2 separate regions of the Mus musculus genome follow, and region 2 is linked to region 1. A link is a contact called in public HiChIP or PLAC-seq data. All regions are on one chromosome and are shown on one strand. Each heading gives the region's core, a stretch centred on a gene start, on an enhancer-like site or on the middle of the called end of the contact. The rest is flanking DNA. Distances are from core to core; before and after follow the strand shown. Region 1 overlaps Raph1 (Ras association (RalGDS/AF-6) and pleckstrin homology domains 1). Region 2 has its middle 65 kb from the start of Cd28.

Region 1 (6,086 bases), core at 2,320-4,819:
CATGATAGCACACTGCAACTAGGTCAGCTAAAACCCATTTCCTAGTGGAACCTTATTCTACTGGCATGAGGAATGTACATTCAGGAGGACAACTTGTGGAATTGGTTCTCTCCAACATGGGTGTCCCAGAGGTGAAACTCAGGTTGTCCAGCTTAGTGGCAAGCACCCTTATCCGCTGAATCATCGTGCCAGTCCCATTAAGGCGGCGGGGTGGGGGTGGGGGGGAATCCTAGTAATCTACCATTGTTATATGTTAGGCAGTAAATAATTATGCTCAATTATTAAGGGTCAGAAATGATAGTATATATGGTAAACTCAACTGTACACAATGTAACTATCCCTTAAGTATAGCTTAGTATGGAGCAATATTATGCTTGCTAAATTTTCTATGAAACTAATTATTCATGCCCATTTCCCCTATTCACCTTCTGCGTTTGGGAGTCTGATTTATTATTCAAGTTGTTCTTTGAGAGCAGAGGGAATTGTGGTTATCCAAAAGGGTGGACTTCTTAGGGATTAAGACTCTGGATAAGTATATTCTAGGCAGAACGCACTGTAAGGAAGTGAGGCGAGAGTGAGCAAGGTGAGGGAGAGGAGGGACGGATGAGAGGCAGGGAAAACCGACAAGAGAAGGCTGAGGCAAGCTCAACTCGGGTCTTACAGGCCCTGGGAAACAGATGCATGTCACTCCTCCTAACATGGGACAAAGGGGAAAGGTACATACTGGTTTTTATTCAGAGAACACAGTGACTGTATCAAGAAGGGAAAGACCACTGGAAAGGAATTCTAAATACTAGGTAGAGATAATTATATATAAGGAAATTGAAGACCTAGGAGGAAACACAATTTACACAAGTCATAGCTTATGAAGTCATGAGAAAAACTCATGATGCACGGTCATGGTGTCTTACTCATTAGTTTTTTGTCCCTTTAATTAAAAAAAATGCCTTTTTAAAAAAAATTATATATTCTATATTTAAAACCGCATTAAAAATCTCAGAAAGCTTTTGAGTTTTGGCTCAGAGGAGGCTGCAGTGACTTCTGTCAGTTCATATGGCACCAGCTTCTCAAGTTTGACCCTAGTACCTGAGGTACACAGGAGTTGAGGTCTGAGCCACACCTGCATTGGCCCCCAAGTTCAGTCTGATGGGTTTGTCTCCAGAAAAGTTGATGGTGACAATGTGGAGGCAACCAGTGATTAGAAAGATCTCAGGATAATAGTGAAACTGACCATTCAGAACTGACAGACGAAGCTGTAGCTCCTGCATGGATCATTAAAGCCCCCAAGGAGCCACAGACACAGAGGGAAGCAGAAAAACATTAACCACAGTGGAAGTATCACTCTTGATGAGACTGGCAGCACTGTCTGAAACCAGTCTTTATCTAGAAAACGTTCTGGAACTGTTAAGATCCTGCGCCCTGCACACACAATCAGTGAGCTGCCACCTTCATGACATCATAGATGGAAGCAGCAGTCATGCAGTGGAATCCTCACCTAGTCAAGATGCAACAATAGAAAAATATTTCAATAAAAACAGCTGGCCAAATAAAACAAACAACAAACAAGAAAACAAAAATCTGAACCTCAGAAAATAGTAGAGTAGGGTTACTCTTGGGTCTAATATGTTCAGTGTGCCAAAATCACATGAGAAGTTTCTACTTCCTTTAATATTTATGCTATATTTTCTATGTGCCAGACACTGGAGAAACAGATGGACACAATGAAGTTTAATCTCAAGTATATATACCTAGTAGGAGGACAAGAAACCAGCAAAGAAAAACACTGGTGAGTGCTATGTATAAGGCTACGTATGTTGAGTATAGTTTAACTCAGTTTGAGAAGGAAAAAGGAAAGGGATGATACTTCAGTGAGACAGGACAATGTACAAGGGAGAGATGGATACGAATGTTTTAGGCAGAGGAATCACTATGTGTAAGAGCATAAAGGTATCAGAAAGTAAGGATGCTGGGAATTCTAAGTGGCTTAGTGTTCTTGAGGTGAAGTATAAACTCATGGAAGAAGAGGAGGCTGGAGACAAGGGAACTGCAGAACTACATACCATTCGAAAGAGTTAGACCAGTGGTTCTCAACCTTCCTAATGCAGAGACCTTTAATACAGTTCCTCACATTGTGGTGACCCCCAACCACAGAATTATTTCTTTGCTACTTCATACCTTTAATTTTGCTACCATTCTGAATTAAAAAGTAAATATCTGATATGCAGCATATCTAATATGCAACCCAGACGGTGGTTAAGAACCATTGAGTTAGACATTTATCCTGTAAGACAATGTTCTAGCTGTGATATATATCAAAAGTACCTGGGGGTATATGTTGTTTATTTGTTTCAAGATTTGTTTTATTTTCATTTACATGTATATCTGTGTCTGCACAAGTTTATTCATATGTGAGGACTACTTGGAGGCTAAAAGAGGTAGTCAAATTTCCCTGGAGCTGAAGTTATGGATGGCTGTGAGCTGCTTGATGCGGATGCTAGGAACTGAACTCAGTTCCTCTGGAAGAGGATTAAGTGTTCATAACTATGAAACTGTTTCTCTAGCCACCTAAAAGTCAGTATATGTAAGCTCCTCAAAGCTTGAACCCCCTGCCAACCCCCACAACTACCACAGAAAACAAAACAAAGCAACGCCCCCTAAGATCAGGCCACAGTATCTCTCCAATCGGAGATCCCCTGGTAAGCTCTACCCTCAAGAAGCCCTATATAAAGCCTGCCTCCTGTTCAGTTCTCTGCTGCTTTTCACCTGGGCAGAGGCATCCATCTTCTTGTGTCTTTCCCAATAAATCTCTTGTGTGAGGTTTGTTGTGCAGTGTGACTTTGTGGTATTCCTTAGCTCCTGACTGCTAAGATAACTTTTCCCACAACACACTTACAGTATATAAATGACTTGTCTATGACCTACTAAAAACTAATGTCAAGGAGGTAAGAAATTTTAAAGTCCCTCCGGGTATTATATCCTCTAAAGTTTGACAATTAAAATATAAATGACTGTTGGCTTCAGATACTTTTAAGAAATCAAGTGATGCATTTTTATGTAGCTGTGATTAGGTTAAAGGCAGCACAAACTAGAATAATATTGTAGTATACTATAAAGAAATTAGGTATCATTGGGTTAAAAAAATAACATACCTAAGTATTTTCTTCTATTACAACGTAAATGTTTACTCCTTCAGACAATTTTTGTTCATTTTCAGTTATTTTCTATTAGCTTTCTTATTAAAAAGTGACTTGTTGAAATGAAACACCTCCTATACTGCTGTAATATAAGTAATTCTAAAGTAATTCTAAATAGAATGTGAAGACTTCCACATTCAAGGAGTGCCTCCAACTAAGCAAGATACAACTGTTACAAAGTAAAAAACGCATGCACATACACACCCATGCACAACCATGCCAGAGAGAGAGAGAGAGAGAGAGAGAGAGAGAGAGAGAGAGAGAGAGAGAGAGAATATTACATTTAGCAAAGCACAAAAAGATGAAAGGCCCCAAAATGAAGGAAATAGGAAACCACACAGTATAAAGTGGATGGAGAATGAGATGACAAGAGGCTGTTGACTCATAGAACAGGCTAGAGTCTGCTATGTTTATGTGGTTCCTCTCCTAAGCTACATTGTATTCTTTTAATACGGGACATTTAGTTTCGCTGTGATCTAAATCCTGAAACTTGTAAACTGCTTAAATGAAAAATGGGAATTTAATAGCCTTAGAAATATAAAGATTGTTTTAATTTTTTTCTTTCCTTAGATGTTTTCTTTTAAATGTTCTGGGCTAGAGATATATCTCAACGGTTAAAAGCACTTGTTGCTCTTGCAGAGTACCCAAGTTTAATTCTTAGCACCCATTTTGGAGACTGCAACTATCAATAATGCTCCAGTTCCAGGGGCTCCAACACCCTCTTGTGACCTCCAACAGACACCAAGTACAATCACAGTGCACAAACATATATAGAGGCAAAACACTAATACACATATTTAAAAGTAAATAATAAAAAATTTTGAAATTTATGTTCCACACATTCACTAAGTTTTGTGAGAGCAATTCTATGCATCTGTTCTTAGTTCTTATTACATTCTTACTTTACTATTTATTGTATGTAAGTGAATGTGCAATGGTGCATATGTGGAGGATAAGAGGACCATACTGATATAAACACTCTTTCTTATCACAGAATGCCAAGTAGTTAATATAGATGAAATGACAGGAAAAGAAATCATGATTTTCTAGTTATCATAAGCAAACACTGAGGGTTTTTTGTTTTGTTTTGTTTTTGTTGTTTATTTGAGACAGGGTTTCTCTGAGTAGGCGTGGCTGTCCTGGAATTTGCTCTGACCAGGCTATCCTCCAACTTGAGATTGGCCTGCCTCTGCCTCTCAAGCACTGCCATTAAAGGTGTGTGCCACCACCGCCCAGCAGCACTGAATTTTTAAAGAAATGAAAGTAACTTATTGTTTTAATCAAGGAAGGGAATCATCAACACACTAGAGCTAGAGAACGGAAATTTAATAAGACTACGTATTCTCAGAGTACTTCTCCACATGGGAAGACACTGCCTTAACCAAGTGATCACTGTATCACAATGTTGAGGCAAGCCAACATTACATGAGTCAGAAGTCACTATTCTATAGTATTCCTGTCAAAAAGTAGTCAAACCACTGAAACTTTTAAAAAACTAACTGGCGTATAACTTTCAAAATCATAAAGGCTGAGGAATTGTAAGAGGAACGAACACACAGCTAAATGTGATGTTGGATTTTAGGTAGGAACCTAGATCTACATAAAATAGACAAAGGTTAAATATAAAGGACAACATTAGGATGAGAGATAAAATTTACTATCTATTGTGAACAAAATCACAGTAATGAATCCATGTCATATTTTCTGATCTTGATTATAGGAGTGCTTAAACAAAGAACTAAAGAATCCTATCCTAAAGCGAATGGGAACTCATGAGGTCAGCAAGTCTCGGCACAGTAAAGAAAGAGACTGCCTACAAAACTGGGAGGAAATCTTTGCTAGTTATACAACTAACAGGATATCTAGAGTATACAGATAACTAAAGGAAGACAAAAACAAAAACTAAACATGAAATCAACGTATTTGACAATGGGCTAAATTAAATGAAAGGATAGTTCTCAAAAATGAAATAGAAATGGTCAAAAAAATGTATGAAAGAATGTTCATCTCAGATTAAGCAAATTAAACCAGTCTTTCAGAAAGACAAATATCATCTCACTAGCTATCAGAGAAATGTGAATTAAAACACTCAGATTCTATTTCACTCTAGTCAGAATGACAGCCATTAAGAAAACAAACAATAAACAGGTGGTGGGGACTAAGAGAACCCTTCAACAGTGTTGATAAGAACATCAACCACTTCAGCCACTAAGGAAATCACCAAGGAGTGTCTAAGACAACTAAAAATAGACCCAGCAGGTATTTACCCAAAGGATGTCAAATCAACATCATGTAGACATTTGCATGCCAATTGTTTATTGCAGCTCTATTTAGAATAGCTAAGTATGAAACCAACCAAGCTGCCTAAGAACAGAGGAACTGATAAAGAAAATGTGACATATAAACACAACCAAATTTCTTCATCTGTAAAGAACAATGAAGTTATGTGATTTGCATGAAAATGGATGTAACTGGAGATACTCAGACTAAGCAAATTAAGCCAGTCTTTCAGAAAGACAAATATCATTTGTTTTCTCATATGTGGTTCTGGATTTTAATTTACATTGAATATATAAAATCATTAAGTATATAAAACCACGGGAGCAGAAGCTTAACTGTTCAAGGGAATACAGAGATTAAAGGGGAAGGAAAAAGGTAAGAAAGCGAAGGAGAGGGAGGTCTCAGAGGCAATATACTCAATGTAGAATATACACTATACCACATATGTCCTTATATAAAATAGTGTAAGAAATATACAGGGAGAAAAATTTTAAAGATTTTTGTGTAAAGGAGCAAAATGTCTGCAAAGTTGTTTTCAGGAGACAGAAGGAGAAAAGTGTGTACGTGTGTACATGTAGTGAGTGGGAAGTGTGTGGGTGGAGATGGAAAAAG
Region 2 (5,438 bases), core at 1,001-3,500, 140 kb after region 1:
ATCCAGGGTTTGTTGTAGGAGGACAGCTGGACTCTGGTGGTATCATAGTCTCCTGGGTCTTATTGATTGTGTTCTGAAACTGTCCTTTAGGAATCTGGTTTTCCCTGGTGTTGGCTGTATGATCCTGATGAGAGCAGGATTTCTCAGGAAGTGGGGGCGCGGGGGGAAACTATGGGGCAGACAATGGAGGTCATAGTACCTGACTCTGATAGCTGTGCCTCAGGCAGATGCCTGCTCTGCAGGCTGTGTCCCAGGTAGACCCAACTGGGATAGTGGGCAGATCCAAGTGGGATGGGATTGGTGGAACAAGATTCCAAGTTGGTTAGTTTTGGGACCCCTGAAAATTTCCACGTGGAAGCAAGACACTCCTGGGGTCTCTCAAGGCTCCTTGGAATGGAAGAGCGAGCCCAGAGCTTGGCAATGGGGCCCATGTAACTCATCTTTGCAGGTTGTTCCAGGCAGACCACCTGAGTAGATTTTTGATAGTTGGGTTTGTACTTGGACTCTAATGCAGAAGACAAGATGGGAGGAGAATGTGTAGGAAGCTATTCTCATAGTCCAAGTGCAAAAGAGTGGTGGTCTGGACCAGGATAGTAAAATGGGAATGAAGAGAAGTGGTCAAAGAATTGACATGGATTGATGCTGGACCAAATGTGGAGTGTGAAAGAAAGAGCTGAAGGGGACTATTCTGGTGCTCCTAGATAGGCTGTCTCTTTGGGTGGGGTTTCTAGGTGAGATGCCCGGGTGGCATGGGAGCACAGGAAAAAAGGATACGCACAGAGCAGAGATGCAGAAGGCTTGGTTTTCAGTGTGTGGTGACAAGTTGTCTCAGTTCAACTTACTTAATGTCTGGGGCTATGATGACATTTAGGGAGCTTTAAACCAGACCATGGCATTTCCCCTGAGATCTGAAGGACAGTTCTGATGGCTGCTCCTTAAGTGAGGCATGCAGCCTGACTTTTGGCTACTTTATGGGTTTTTCTGACCAGCCTTCTCCACCCCAGTCCCTTCTAACCCCCAACGCTAGGTAGGAGAGAGAGAAGGCTAGAGGGGAAAGGGGGTTTCGGTCTTGTTAGACTACTTCCTGCTGATTAGGGGCATCGCGTTCCTTGGGGCAAATTTGATCTTCCTTGTCAGGAAATCTCCAACCAGCACCCAGCACCCAGCAACAGTAGGTGCAGGAGGAGCAGCAGTCACCACAGCCCCTCTCAGGGCTCCAGCATTTTTATATCCTCTCAGGAGTACCTAGAATTTCGAATGTTGTACACTTGCAGAAACCATCTGCAGCTAGCAAAATCACAGTCCTGCTAGAACATGAGGCAGTCATAGTCACCTGCTGAGGAAAATCTGAAGCAACCCCATATCCCACAACTGGGATTAAGGCAAAAACATATTCCCATAACATTTCTGTGTTTTTATAGATACCAAAATTCTCACTACAGAGGAGGATACAGAGGAGAGGACAGAGAAGAAAATCAGACAAAATTGAGATCCCCTTTCAGGAGGAACAAGGCCAGTTTGAAATGTGCAAAATTTAGTGGCAGGAAATTATTTTTACTATCCTTTTGAACATGAGAATTACTTGGCTTGGTTTTAAGAAAGGGTTGTTTAGGCAGTGAGTAAGAAATATTATTTTGCACAGCAGATACTAAGCATATATAGTGACATGCTTAGTATATAAGTATACTTGAAAAGAATTTAGAAAATGCAGAGCTGCAGCATATAATGAATTATTATATGTAATATACATAACACATAATAATAATTTATAAACATGGGATTTAGAGATATGCTATAAAATTTGTTGGTGTCTACTTTGTGTGTATTATTTGGCTAATGTCTGTAGGAGATATAGTAAGAATAAAATACAGTTCCTATACTCTAGAGTTTATAATCAGTATGATTGACAGCATATGGCCAGGCGTGATGGTTGGTGCATGCTTATAATTCCAGAACTTGGGAGTGGACACAAGAGGGTCAGGAATTCAAGGCCATTCTCAAGTGAATGGTAAGTTTGAGGACAGCCTGTGTTAAACCAGATCTGTCTTTTATCTTTAGCCTTTTAAAGCCAACAACAATACTTTTATTAGTGTAGAACGATGGTGTGTATAAGTACAGAATGCAAGCACCTTTAGGACATTATGCAGAATGACTCTATTAGTGACCTTTCTGTGTTCCTGCAGCCTCTGTGCTGGGCCTGCCTAGCGCCTTCCTGTTCTGACTCTGGGCTCACTTCTTTGCTTTGGCTCACAGAACCTTACCAAGTGTGATGCAGGCAGGAGCTCGAAAACCACATGAATTTCCTTAACCTACTGGCATGACTGAATCGTGTTCTCTTTTCATTTCTTTCTTGCTGTGGAACACATTTAGGCTAACTCTATGCAGATGCATGGCAGATGTGTGGAGAAGATCCAAGGCCATCCTAATCCCTGACAGCCAGCTGACCCCCAAACATGTGAGATGCACACACACAAACTCAAGATCAGCAGGAGTGACACCACAAGGACCAGTGTTTTCAAGGCTACTTTGGAAGCATTACACTTGGTTTTTTTGGAGGTCAGGAAGGGAAGAGACAATGTAGTACTGGGCTTGGAACAACGGTGATACCGAGAATGTATAAGAGCACTGTACACATTGCATGAGCTGGGAAAGGAGAGGTAGCTTCAGATGACCTCTAGATTCCCTCCTGAACCAGGAGAGAGGAACAGCTTGATACGAAGCTTGAGTTTGTGATGTATGTAGTTAGAGATCGGTAGCAGTCTCGACCCACAGCTAGCATGTTTAGGGACCTTTCGCTTCCAAAAGAACTTTTTTTTTTCCATTTTTTATTAGGTATTTAGCTCATTTACATTTCCAATGCTATACCAAAAGTCCCCCATACCCACCCACCCCCACTCCCCTACCCACCCACTCCCCCTTTTTGGCCCTGGCGTTCCCCTGTACTGGGGCATACAAAGTTTACGTGTCCAAAAGAACTTCTAAGGAACAAGACTCGGAATGAAAAGCCCACTGGTAGATCAAGGCACAGTGTCTTAGGTGCTAGGAAAGAGGAACCTTCAAGAGGGTCGGTGAGATAAGGGGACACCAGAATTAGATAGAAGGTGAGAAATCTTCTGAGGTGTGTCCAAACTCTAGAAACCTCACCCTGAGATTGGCGGCAGTAGAATAGCTCAGGAAGATCGTGAGAATATGATGAGGATCCTTTGAGATAGGAAGACAGGTTGATGGAATTGAGTAGTAGAAGAGCACTTCCGTAGTCTCACTTCCGAGTCTCGTCCCCGCTCCAGCACCTCCCCTCTCCTCCTCCCCCAGGTACCCAGTCCCATTGTGCACCAGGCTGGACTGGAGGGAGAGCTGCTTAGCTGGGCGGATGGTGAAAACGCAGGTAAAGAACCTGCAAAACTGCCAGCAGCTTCAGAGAACTGGTTTCATTTTTTGGGGAGAACAAAGGCTATTTAAACCTTTGAGGGGCGAGAGTAGGGGCTATTGGTGTGTGTTGTACATCACTGGCCAGGCTGCTGGGGATTCTTCATTTGTATGAAGAGGAATTCCAGGTGCTGCCGTACCTGACCTTATAAGGAGAAGGAAAGTTTAACCTGGCTTCAGGCAATGTGACCTCCTCTGGTGTGGCAAGGGTACCCCAGGACATGCAGGCCCATGGCAGGAAGCCATCCTACTTCTAATCTCAAAATGAGATTTTCTGGGTTTGGACATGCCTCAGGCCCTGTCTTGCTCCAGGCCTGCCCATCTGGTGGTTTGGCTCCCTGGCCCCAAAGAGAACATGGATCCGATGGCTAAGTAGTCTGTATACAGTTATAGAGTTTGAAGCCAAAGTTCAAGGGCTAAGTTGGGATTAATCAGGTAGAGGGAGTGGAGTAGATTCAAAGAGATTCTGAAGAAAAGAAAAGAAATGAATAACTGAAGGCTAAGAGAAAACATTTACATGACTTTGTATGTAGAGATAGATGGACAGGGGTGAGGATAGAATAAGAAATGCTTGCAGGAGAGGAGGGAGAACATGAATCATAGCGTGTAACGGTCTCCACTGTGCCCACAGGAACGATTCTATGTCGTTTGGGTTTTCTATGGGGACATGTGTCTCGGTGTGTATTTCTCAGGCTTTTCCTTGTTTTGTTTTCTTTTTCTGTTTTTTTTTTTGTTTATTTGTCTGTTTGCTAGAGAGAGAGAGAGAGAGAGAGAGAGAGAGGGAGAGAGAGAGAGAGAGAGAACACGGAGTTGGGTAAGTGGGGGAGGTGGTGGGAGGATCTGGGAAGAGATGAGGGGAAACTATAATTAGAATATATTGTATAAAAATCAATTTTATTTTTTTATAATTTATTTGTATTTTATGTGCAATGGCATTTTGCCCACCTGTAAGTCTATGCAAGGGTGTCAGAAGCCCTGGAACTAGAGTTACAAACAAGTGAGCAGCCATCTGGGTGTTGGGAATTGAACCCAGGTCCTTTGAAAGAGCAGCTAGTGCTCTTAACCGCTGAACCATCTGCCCAGTCCCTCCCCCTCCCCTGGCCTCTCCCAGTCAATTTTAAATAAAAATAAATAAAAAGTCTTAAGTAAAATTTATTTTCAATTGGTTTAATAAGGGATTTTAAATTTCTTTTGTTTTTGTTTTTTAAATTTAGGTTCCTAATTCCTCTATTGGTTTTAAGGTAGTTCCAACCCCCTAGAGTTTGCTTTTAAAAATGCTATACCAAAATATCTGAGCAATGTATCATTAATTTTTGTCTGGAGAAGCTAAATGTGTGGATGAAAAATCTAAGAACGAACAGGCTGTAACAAACATTCTTGAGTTGCTTTCATGTCCTCTTGGCAGGAAGAGTGGCCACCCCCAACCCTGCCCACTCCTGGCCTCTCTTCCCTCTGCCCTGGCATAGAAAGCCACTGTTTGAAAGGACAGGCTGAGGAATTGAAAGCTCCAAAGCAGAGCTGCTTTGATCTCTGACTGGTGATCTGGCCATTTGGGTCATGTTCTGTGAAGGGTCCTTAGTTCAAGATGGCATCCGGTCAGCGGGGCAGTCGGGGGTGGGAGGTGGGACCACTGTCTCTGTATTTCCATCCAAGGGGTGCAGGATGCATTCCACCAGAGGTTCTAGAACATCATACTAATAAAGAAACCTTCCAAGTCTGACCTGGGGTTCAGAATGAAGTCAGTTTTCTTTGGAACCGTTTGATGTTCTCAAAATACTTCAAGGAAAACAGCTTTAATATGGGAGCCCTGATGAGGGACGGCTTAAAAGGATTGGGGAGATAGCTGAGATGGTCCACTTGACAAGCGTGTTTGACAAGCAATCAGGAATACCTGCGTTTGATCCCAGAACTCAAATAAAAAAGAAAAAGCAAAATCTGAACGCTGTGTCTTGTAATCCCAGTGCAGAAGAGAGGAGACCAGTGGGTGGTTCCCTGGGGCTTGCTGGTCAGCT

Evidence for each region. HiChIP or PLAC-seq counts read pairs in DNA pulled down with a chosen protein or histone mark.
Region 2: a CTCF HiChIP or PLAC-seq map of CD8 T cells shows a contact between it and region 1, with 5 read pairs. The contact joins two enhancer-like sites. A contact is called at or near these places in 1 of 15 datasets of contacts at CTCF or cohesin (CD8 T cells), 1 of 115 datasets of contacts at active chromatin or transcription factors (CD8 T cells) and 1 of 9 other capture datasets (liver).

What each region holds. Positions count from the first base shown.
Region 1 is chr1:60,535,937-60,542,022 of GRCm38.p6, forward strand. All of the region lies in intron 1 of Raph1 (Ras association (RalGDS/AF-6) and pleckstrin homology domains 1), which reads right to left. Among named protein-coding and RNA genes, the nearest start is that of Raph1, 28 kb to the right of the region's middle. Within about 2 kb of position 3,570, at least 24 of the 459 cell types and tissues checked have an H3K27ac peak or open chromatin away from gene starts, as enhancers often do. A contact at or near this core is called in CD8 T cells, where this site is marked.
Region 2 is chr1:60,679,116-60,684,553 of GRCm38.p6, forward strand. No RefSeq gene overlaps it. Among named protein-coding and RNA genes, the nearest start is that of Cd28, 65 kb to the right of the region's middle. Within about 2 kb of position 2,251, at least 6 of the 459 cell types and tissues checked have an H3K27ac peak or open chromatin away from gene starts, as enhancers often do. A contact at or near this core is called in CD8 T cells, where this site is marked.